2 separate regions of the Anas platyrhynchos genome follow, and region 2 is linked to region 1. The links are chromatin contacts, called in public Hi-C maps. All regions are on one chromosome and are shown on one strand. The core of a region is the stretch at or near the end of the contact, and the rest is flanking DNA. Distances in the headings are between cores, read along the strand shown.

Region 1 (4,323 bases), core at 883-3,382:
CTTGCAGCTGGGCTGCACGGAGGCAGCTCCCTACACGCCTCGCCGCTTCGTGTCCTGCAGGCTGGAGTGGGAGGGAAACCTCCCCGCCACCCCTCTCCATACTCTTGCTGTCTCCGCAGCAGAGCTTATTTGGGACTCTCTGTTTCTTACAGGGTGGTGGAGAGGAAAAGGAAAAGCCAGCTCTCTCCTGCCCTTTCACAAAGCGCTCCCAAATCTCCAGGTGAGAAGTGCTCCTCTGCCCGCTGCTATTTTCTGCAAGGCACCCAGGCAGACCAGCAGCAGAGCCTCATAAAAACCAGCAGCAGGATGCAATTAATATGCTGTAAAAGTCATAAGTGTCAACTGGAGAAACCATTTAACAATGCTTCTAGATAAAATCCAAAGGGGTTTGCTTTTCTTACCTTAGGGGTGCCTATTTGGTAGCAGTTAACTGGGATCTAAGCAGGGATTCAGGTATGATCAAATAAAACCTCTGGAAAACCTGCTGGCTGAGAGAAAGAGGAAGGAAAAAAAAAAAAAGCTCAGAAATGTGGCCTTCTTTTTGAAGGGAGGGGGGTCAAAAAAGGACGGCAGGGAGCTGATCCTTACTCCAGAGCTCCCATGGGGTAGGAAGGCAGTAAAACAAGGAACACCTGAGATGTGCAAAGAAAAAAAAAATAATAATAAAAAATTTAAAAAAAAAAAATCTTAAGCAGGGAAATTTTGGTGAAGAAAGAGTTAAAGCTTTTAAGCAAGCACCCGTCCTCTTACCATAGATAAGGGTGCATTCTAGTGGCAAAATCCATGCAATGCAGCCGCATAGCTGCCTGATCTAAAAAGAAACCTGGGGAATATGAGGCTCTGGAGGAGTGTGTGCATGTGTGGAAGGAGGGGGGGGGGGGTGACTTGAATTGCCCGTGAGCCTCGCCCAGAATTGCCTGATGCCTTCCCTGGTAGATAACCCTGGGCTGGTGCTGCTGAGCGATCTCCCAGCCGCTCCTCCAGGTGTAACATCCCTGCACACAGCTGCCTGGGCTGGCCACGGGGCTGCACACCAGGCAATTTTGGAGATTCCCTTTGCCACGCTTCCAGCTTCCCCACTCCTAGCAATGAATGAGCACTGAGGGAGGCAAGTGCGAAGGACCAGGGCCCGGAGAGCTGTAACGCTGAGGAATGCAGCGGTGGAACAAAAGGCAGCAAACCGCAAGCTGTCCAGGACAGAGGATGAGCATTGCAAAGCCTTTTTTTTTTTTTTTTTTTTTTTTATTTTTAAACTTCTCCCCCCCCACACACACACACAATTTGTGCAGGGCAAGAGGCAGCAGAAGAATGAGCTAAAACGTGCAAATTGGACTTCGCATGGCAAAATTCCCCTTGTTTTCTGGCATGCCCTGAGCAACAGCGAACTTTTCCAAAGAGGAATCTAACACAGTTCTTACAAGCAGCCCAGCCCTCCCTCCTGCTCCCTGTCCGGCTGCCTTAACCCTTGCTGTTTGGGGGTGTTGGGGGCACAGCCTGGCATTGGGGAAAGCCCCCCCCCCGCCTTTTCACCCCTTGCCCAGGCTGGGGTGGGTGGGAGAGGAGAGCTGGGCACACCGCACACACAAAGGCACCTCCTGGGATTAGGGTGGGCGAAAGCAGCTCCCTGGCACCCACCCAGCCATCTCCCTGCCAATCTCACCTTTGGAGCTGATGGTGGGGCGCACGCACCCGCTCCCCCCTCACCGAGGGTCCCCAGCCACCCGGGCAAGGGGCCGGGGGTCTCCACCCCAAGAGCAGCAGGATCAGGCCCTATTAATACACCTCCCCCTCTTCCCTCCCCAAACTCGGCACCCTGATCTCTCCCTCCCAGGCTCCCCGCAACCCCATTGCAACCACTTCTCTCCTTCTATTTCTATCCTTTTATATATATTTTTTTTTAAACTGTGAAGATCTCAACTTTTTTTTCTTCTTTTTTTTTTTTTCATCTTTCTCTTCCCCTGCCTTTCCCCTCCCCATCCTCGCCTTCCCCTTCCCCCCTCCTCCTCCTCCTCCTCCTCCTCCTCCTCCTCCTCCCCTTGTCTCTCCTCATAATATTATCCTTGATCACTGCCCGGGGTTTGAAGCCCAGAAGTCAGAAGCTGCGCACCCCACCCCCACCGGCTCGAGTGTGCACTGATAGGGCCCTGGCTGCTGGCACCCAGTCAAGCTGAGGTGTCATTGGGATCTCAAATTGCAGCTAGGGGCTGGCAGGCAGCCAGGGGCAGTCTATTTAAAAGACAGCCTGTTCTGCAGTATTCAGTCTCTTTAGAAACTTCTCCAGGGGAAAAGTGTTGGGAGATCTACAAAGTGGATTTTTTATTTTTTATTTTTTTACCTCTTTTCTTATTTTTTTCCCCCCTTCCTTCCCCCCCGTTTTTACCGCTCCTCTGCAGACTTTGCAACCAACCACCCTTAATTTTGCAGAAAACTTTTTTTTTTTGCCTTTTTTTTTTTCTTTTGCCTTTTTGGTGTGGGGGGGGCTTTTTTCCCACTTTTTTATTATTTTTTGATTTTGATTTTTTGTTTTTTTGCCTTTGCAAATCTTGGAAGAGGAAAGCGGGAGGTTGAACAGAGCCGATCGAAACACAACTTTGCTTCATACCAAGCTTCCCAGCAGCTCGCTGCGTCGGGAGAGACTTTTTCTCCTCCTGCAGAAGAAAAGGGGGGAGGGAAGGGGAGCTTTGCATCCCCTCTTCCTTCTCCTGCGGGCTTTTTTTTTTTTTTCTCCTTTTTTTTTATTGCTATTCTTTTTCTCCTGACTGCCTTGATGCAGTAGGAGCAGGACACTGGTTTGCAAGGAACTTTGCTCCCTTCCCAACCTGCCTCCTCCCAGCCCTTTGGGGAGAGTGTGCGTGTGCGTGTGAGTGAGTGCGTGAAGTCTCCGGCCCCCCCCCCCAACCCCCTTTTTGCTCCCCCCGCAACCTGTGGGCTGCAGCCCCCCGTGCAGCCCCCGCACGCTTCTCTCCCTTTCCCCCCCTCCCCTCCCTTTCCCTCCCCCCTCTCTTTTTTGCGGTGAGAAGCCCCCCTTTTCGAGGCGAGGAAAAAAAAAAAAGAAAGAAAGAAAGAAAAAAAAAAAAAGCCGGCAGGAGGAGAAAAAAAAAAAAGCAAGAAAGACAAAAAGCCCCAAAGCAAACCTAGCCGCCCCCCCCCCCGCAGCCAAAAAAAAAAGCGAAGCGGGAGGCTCCCGCACCCCAATAACCCCCAGCCTGGGGCGCCGGCAAGCGGGGGCTGCGCTTTGCGCCCTTTTTCTTTTTTGAATCCGATTTTCTCCTTTCTCCCCGCACCCCCCCGAGCCCACAACACCCCCCTCCGAGCCCCCCGGAGGGGGCCAAGCGGGAAGCGAGCTCCGCCCGCCCCCCCATCTCCCCCCCCCCAGGCTCCCCATCCCATCCCATCCCGCAGCATCCTAACCCCGGCGCGATGCTGCTGCGGCTCCTGGTGCTGCTGGGCGCCTGCCCGGGGCTGTCGCGGTGCCTGGGCTCCTTCGTGCAGTGCGAGCCTTGCGACGGCAAAGCTCTGTCCCTCTGCCCTCCTCCTCCCTTGGGCTGTGAGCTGGTGAAGGAGCCGGGCTGCGGCTGCTGCCTCACCTGCGCCCTGCCCGCCGGGCAGCCCTGCGGCGTCTACACCGAGCGCTGCGCCCGGGGGCTCCGCTGCCTCCCCCGGCAGGGCGAGGAGAAGCCGCTGCACGCCCTGCTCCACGGCACCGCCGTCTGCCTGAGCGAGAAGAGCTACCGCGAGCAAGCCAAGGCCGGTGAGTGCCCCGCAGCCGGCTCCCTTTCCTCCTTTCCGTCTCTTTTTCCCTAATTTTTTTTTTTTTATCCCAATCCCGGAGCGCGTTTCCCTGCCTGCTTTTTTTTTTTTTCGGCTCTCCGCTTGCTTTGCAGCTCCCCCCCACCTCTCCCCCGGCTCTATTTTTTTTTTTTTTAATTTTTTTTTCCCCTGCCCCCGCTCCCGCAGCTCGCCGCCTGCGTTTTGCAGCGGTCCAGGTGCCTCTTCCGCGCCCCCGCTTGCTTTTTTTCCGGCTGCTTTTCCATCCTTCGGCCCCGCTTTTCCGTCCCCGGCTGCTCTTCCGTTTCCCCTCCCCCTGGTGGCTTTTGCTGCCTTTCCGGCTGCTCTTCCATTCCCCACCGCCAGCCGCCCGTCCATCTCCCCAGCTGCTTTTTTCCTTCTTTCCACCTGATTTCCACCCTCCTGCACACACCCACCCCGCCTGCCTTTCCGTCCTTCCACCTATTTCCCCCTTCCTTCCTCTCCCTGCCCCTCCACCCGCTGCTTTGCCAAGCCCCCATCTTTCCAGCTGCTTCTCCACCGCCACCGCTTCCC
Region 2 (4,175 bases), core at 1,407-3,906, 180 kb before region 1:
TGACTGAGTCCTTATTCATGGCTGAGAGGCAGACATAGAACCCAGGGCTCCCGATCATGTCAGCCCCCCACTGCCTTCCCTTGAATTATTGCCTTGATTAGCATGATGTCTTGCCCCCGGCAACCATGTGCCATTGAGTCTATGGAAGAAAATATATGAGTGTTGAGAATAATTGGTTCTTTGATATCAGATTGCACAAAGGTCAAAGAGTACCAGGGAGAGCGAGACAGCTGAAAAGTCACATTCCCTGCAGGCGCTGTGGCACTGACCTCTTGTGCCTGCAAAAACTGGGAATCACAGATAATCTGTTGCAATGCCATGGCTTTCTGCACTGGGGGACTGCAAGATCTCAGTGCAAACACTGTGGTTTCTCAGCTGGCAACACTGGACCTCTTTGTAGCTCTAGGTCAGGTTGTGTGCAGGGGGAGTTAGATAAGATTTTCATGTTACATGATCTGTCTTGTTGCGTTATTCTAACAAATGGGACTCTGGAAGGCTGCTCGGCTATCTGAGCATATCTTTACATATCTCTATGTACTGCCTCAAGGACATCTTTCTCTTTACCTGAACTCTGGCAGCTCATATTTACTGGGGACAAATGTGGTATCTGTGAAGGATCTTGCTGACTATGTTTATGGCCTCTGTGGAAACCCTATGGGTAAATGTGGTTCATGTCAATCACGATAGAATTTCCTAAAAAGCTGAAGACCTTTTCAAACTGCTGTCCCCAGGTCCCTCAATGTGAAGCTTCCTGCCATCATCCAACATGAAAAAGTTTGCCTCTGCAATCTCCCTTATTTAGTAGCACCTCCCATCTTCAGAAGTGTTCAAGTCTTCAAAATAGGGCCTCTTTTCTGGAGGGACCAGAACAAGGTACAATAACAAAACAACAAGAATTCAGATGATTGATCCTGTGCCCAGAATACACTGAATTTCCATGAAGAGTGTGAAGAAGAGGTGTTCAGGATCCATCCAGGAGGATGTGGTGTTATATACAGCACCTGCTATGCTGTAGCTAGTTTCAGAGTCACAAGTAACTGATGTCCTTTCTAATAGGAGAACCTGTAAGTGAAAGTCTTATGGCTGGCCAGCAGACAGAATCTGCTTTGCTTTATAATGCTCAACAAACTTCTTTGGAGGCATTGGATAGTTCATTTTTGTTAGTGTATTTGCCCATTTTGTGCTGTGTTGATGGTGAAGTAGGAGGTGGCTGGAGAAGATTCATTGCTCCTCCATCAGAAAGACAAGGGAAATTGGTATTCAGGCATTCCAACCCTACAAATCAATGGCTGAAAAAATAGCCATGTTTTCTAGTGAGATTCAGAGCTTCTTATTTAACCCTCTTCTTATGCAGACCTGCTATGTCCCAAAGCCTTCTTACAATTCCTGTAACGCTTTCCTTCACACACAGGCTCAGAGATCATGGATTTACAGCACTGTTGCACAACTGTTGTTGGCCCTGGCTGCCTTGCTTCAGTTTTAAGATGAAAACCTTCAGTGAATGTTAGATGGGATCTCAAAGCAGGGAGGAGACTGGGGAATGTATTGTCATTTCCTCCTAACCTAGCTTAGCCTAATTCCTTTATTATGCTCTGTCCCTTGAATCAATGTCTAGACATATTGGGGAATGGATAAACTTCATGATGATTTGAGCTAAAGCCAGGCTCTACATTAAGAAGTGTCCTTATTTCTTTCCCCCCTTCCTTGACTCTCTTCTCACACTGCTGGAGTACTGACCTTATCCCACCTCTTCTTCAGGTTCTACAGGTCATTTTTGTAGTGTTTTGACTTAAGCTGAAATTTTACAAAGAATTGTTTATGGAAGAGATTGGGGTTTGGAAGGAAAATGTTTTTCACTAAAAAAGATATCATTGAGATTGGTTGCATCTAGCAGTGGAGCTCAGGCTGATTTCATAACCAACCCCCATATTCTAGTCATCACAAGTGTTATGTGGAGGCATCAAGGGTATGAGTTTCCTGGAAGTAGTTGTTTCTTCGCAAAAAGAAACCTGTAGAGGAAACTAAAAGCATGCTGGTTGTTCTTCCTGATGCTTTCCATGACAATGCCACACAACACGCCAGGGAACACCTTCTTGCAAGTCTTGCTTTCCAAGGCCATCAGTTGGTTGATGGCTCGCTGAGGGCTGAATGGGAAAACCTGGACATGAAGAGTCATTTCCTCCTGCTGCACTGATCTCTGTTCAGGTCCGCTGGCCACCGACGCATTAAAGTCAAGACCGTGCAAAACTTCTCCCGGTGTAGTGCGAAATTTGCTCCAGAAGAGCAGAAACATCTGGCTAGAGCCAGGAAGTGGTTGCTGGCTGGGTTTGGCAACAAGGGAACGTGTAGTTAATACACTCTTACCTCATCAGTAGGTGTCACTGCAGCAAAAGACAGGGTCCAGTGGAAAGTTTCAGAGGGGAATAGAGAGGGGTACTTCGGCCAACCAACCAGATGCAGAGTCGGTTCAGTGCTTCCTGACTACAGCCAGGGAACAGCTATGGATCTGGGTTTATGAATTGCTTGTAATAAGGCTATAGGAAATGAGAGATTAAGGAAATGAGTCATTAAGTGATTACAAAGACATGTGGAGTGCACACAGTTGTGGCCGCCAGTAACAGAGCATTGAGCAACCGTAAATTTCTTCTACGGGGGTTTTGGGAATGTTCCTGCTGAACTTGTATGCAGTAGTGAGTTATGGTTCGGTGGATATGGTTGAAATGAACCAGTAGCAAGTTTCAGTCACTGTTAGCACAGAACCCACAAAAGAGTTTTCTTCAGCTCAAAATCACCCTTTTGATGCCAGGCCTGGTGACCAGTCACAGGAGGAATGCTGCGAACAATTAACAGGCAGCCACCATCTGACACTGTGGGGTTGAGGTCCATGCTTCAGAATGGATGCAGAGGCTCAGGTAAAACCTCTTCATCAGGGCAAATATCCGGAAGATGTATCCCTGTGCTAGAGCAGCTTCTCACCCCATTGTCACATCTTTAACAACAGAGTCTCTGCAGCTGCTTTGCCTCCTGCCAGGTGCTCTGCTGGTACTGGCGTTCAGCAGGGTTAGCACAAGGAAGGCTGGGGAGGGAGCCTGGCCTTGGGTCGGCAGTGAGCAGGGCAGGGGAGGGGAGCAGCACGGCTGCACTTGTTCAGCAGGTGCACTACCATCAGCTGGCGAGCAGATGCTCTCTGGTGTGCCTGCAGGCCTTTGTTCACACCACAGTGAACCTGCTTCCGTTCCCAGCCTCTTGGACAGCAACCTTTCTGGAGAGGCAGCCCCCTCCCTCTTCCCCCGCAAAGCCAGCGCTGAAGATCCATAAACGAGCTCTGTTCATTTTAAGAGTCCAGCGCTTCCGAGGCAATATGGGAAGCAGGATTCAGAAGCCGCTGCTCCAGGCAGCTGGGATAAGTCACAGAACCCACTGAAGTGGACCCTCCATGCAGTTTGGCACCAAAAATATATATTTTTAAGCTTGTTTTCTGAGAAGCACAGTCAGGAAAAAAATGTCTGAGACCCAGGGCAGGTCAACCCTGCTACCTGCTATCAAACAGACTCTCCTGCTCCGCAAAAACTTCTTGCAGCTTCTTGCCAAGGCATCATGATTTAGAGTGTGTTATGCAGCAGGTCCAAGCCCCTTCTGCAAACACATTGACAAGTCATACAGTACAGAGGGGAGAGATGAGGCAGTCAGGCATCTTTTGAATCTATCCTAAAGCTAAGCATTGTTTAATGTTGGTTCCCTCTCCCACATATATCTCACTCCCCAACCTCCACTATAGCTGGACAGATATGGAGAAAGACTCAAGTCAAAAAAGTGCAGGTAGTCCCTCTCTCCACTCGGAGATATGTTATTATGCAGTAAGGCCTCTCTAAACCAGCATCCTGCAGAAAAAAAAAAAAAAAAAAAAAAAAGCCCATTTTTATTCCCCTTCTCTCAGATTTATTTCCCATATTTACACACATGTCCCCTCAGATCCTTGCTGGTCTTGCTTGCAACCAGCATTTTGGATGTATATTATATAGTTTCAGGTCTTCTGTTCCATGAATAAATTAATCACATGTGAGCAAAAATTGGCTGCAGTGCTTATGGTCACAGTTTGATTTCACACACACTCTCCAGACAAACAATGTAATCTCTGCATGCAGAGTGCAAACAAAAAACTTTATTATTTGATT

The links. Hi-C and Micro-C count contacts between places; a contact is called where the count stands out from the background.
Region 2: a Hi-C map of liver shows a contact between it and region 1, with 2.2 times the contacts expected there. The contact joins the enhancer-like site here to the promoter of IGFBP5 in region 1. A contact is called at or near these places in 3 of 8 Hi-C or Micro-C datasets (liver and skeletal muscle).

What each region holds. Positions count from the first base shown.
Region 1 is chr7:7,195,445-7,199,767 of IASCAAS_PekinDuck_T2T, reverse strand. IGFBP5 (insulin like growth factor binding protein 5) reads left to right here and starts at 2,132. Exons shown (of 4, transcript XM_027461440.3): 1 at 2,132-3,751. The coding sequence starts at 3,421.
Region 2 is chr7:7,372,387-7,376,561 of IASCAAS_PekinDuck_T2T, reverse strand. LOC101803283 (a long non-coding RNA gene) reads right to left here. Exons shown (of 4, transcript XR_005267291.2): 4 at 3,919-4,175. Among named protein-coding and RNA genes, the nearest start is that of IGFBP5, 180 kb to the right of the region's middle. Within about 2 kb of position 2,656, at least 2 of the 8 cell types and tissues checked have an H3K27ac peak or open chromatin away from gene starts, as enhancers often do.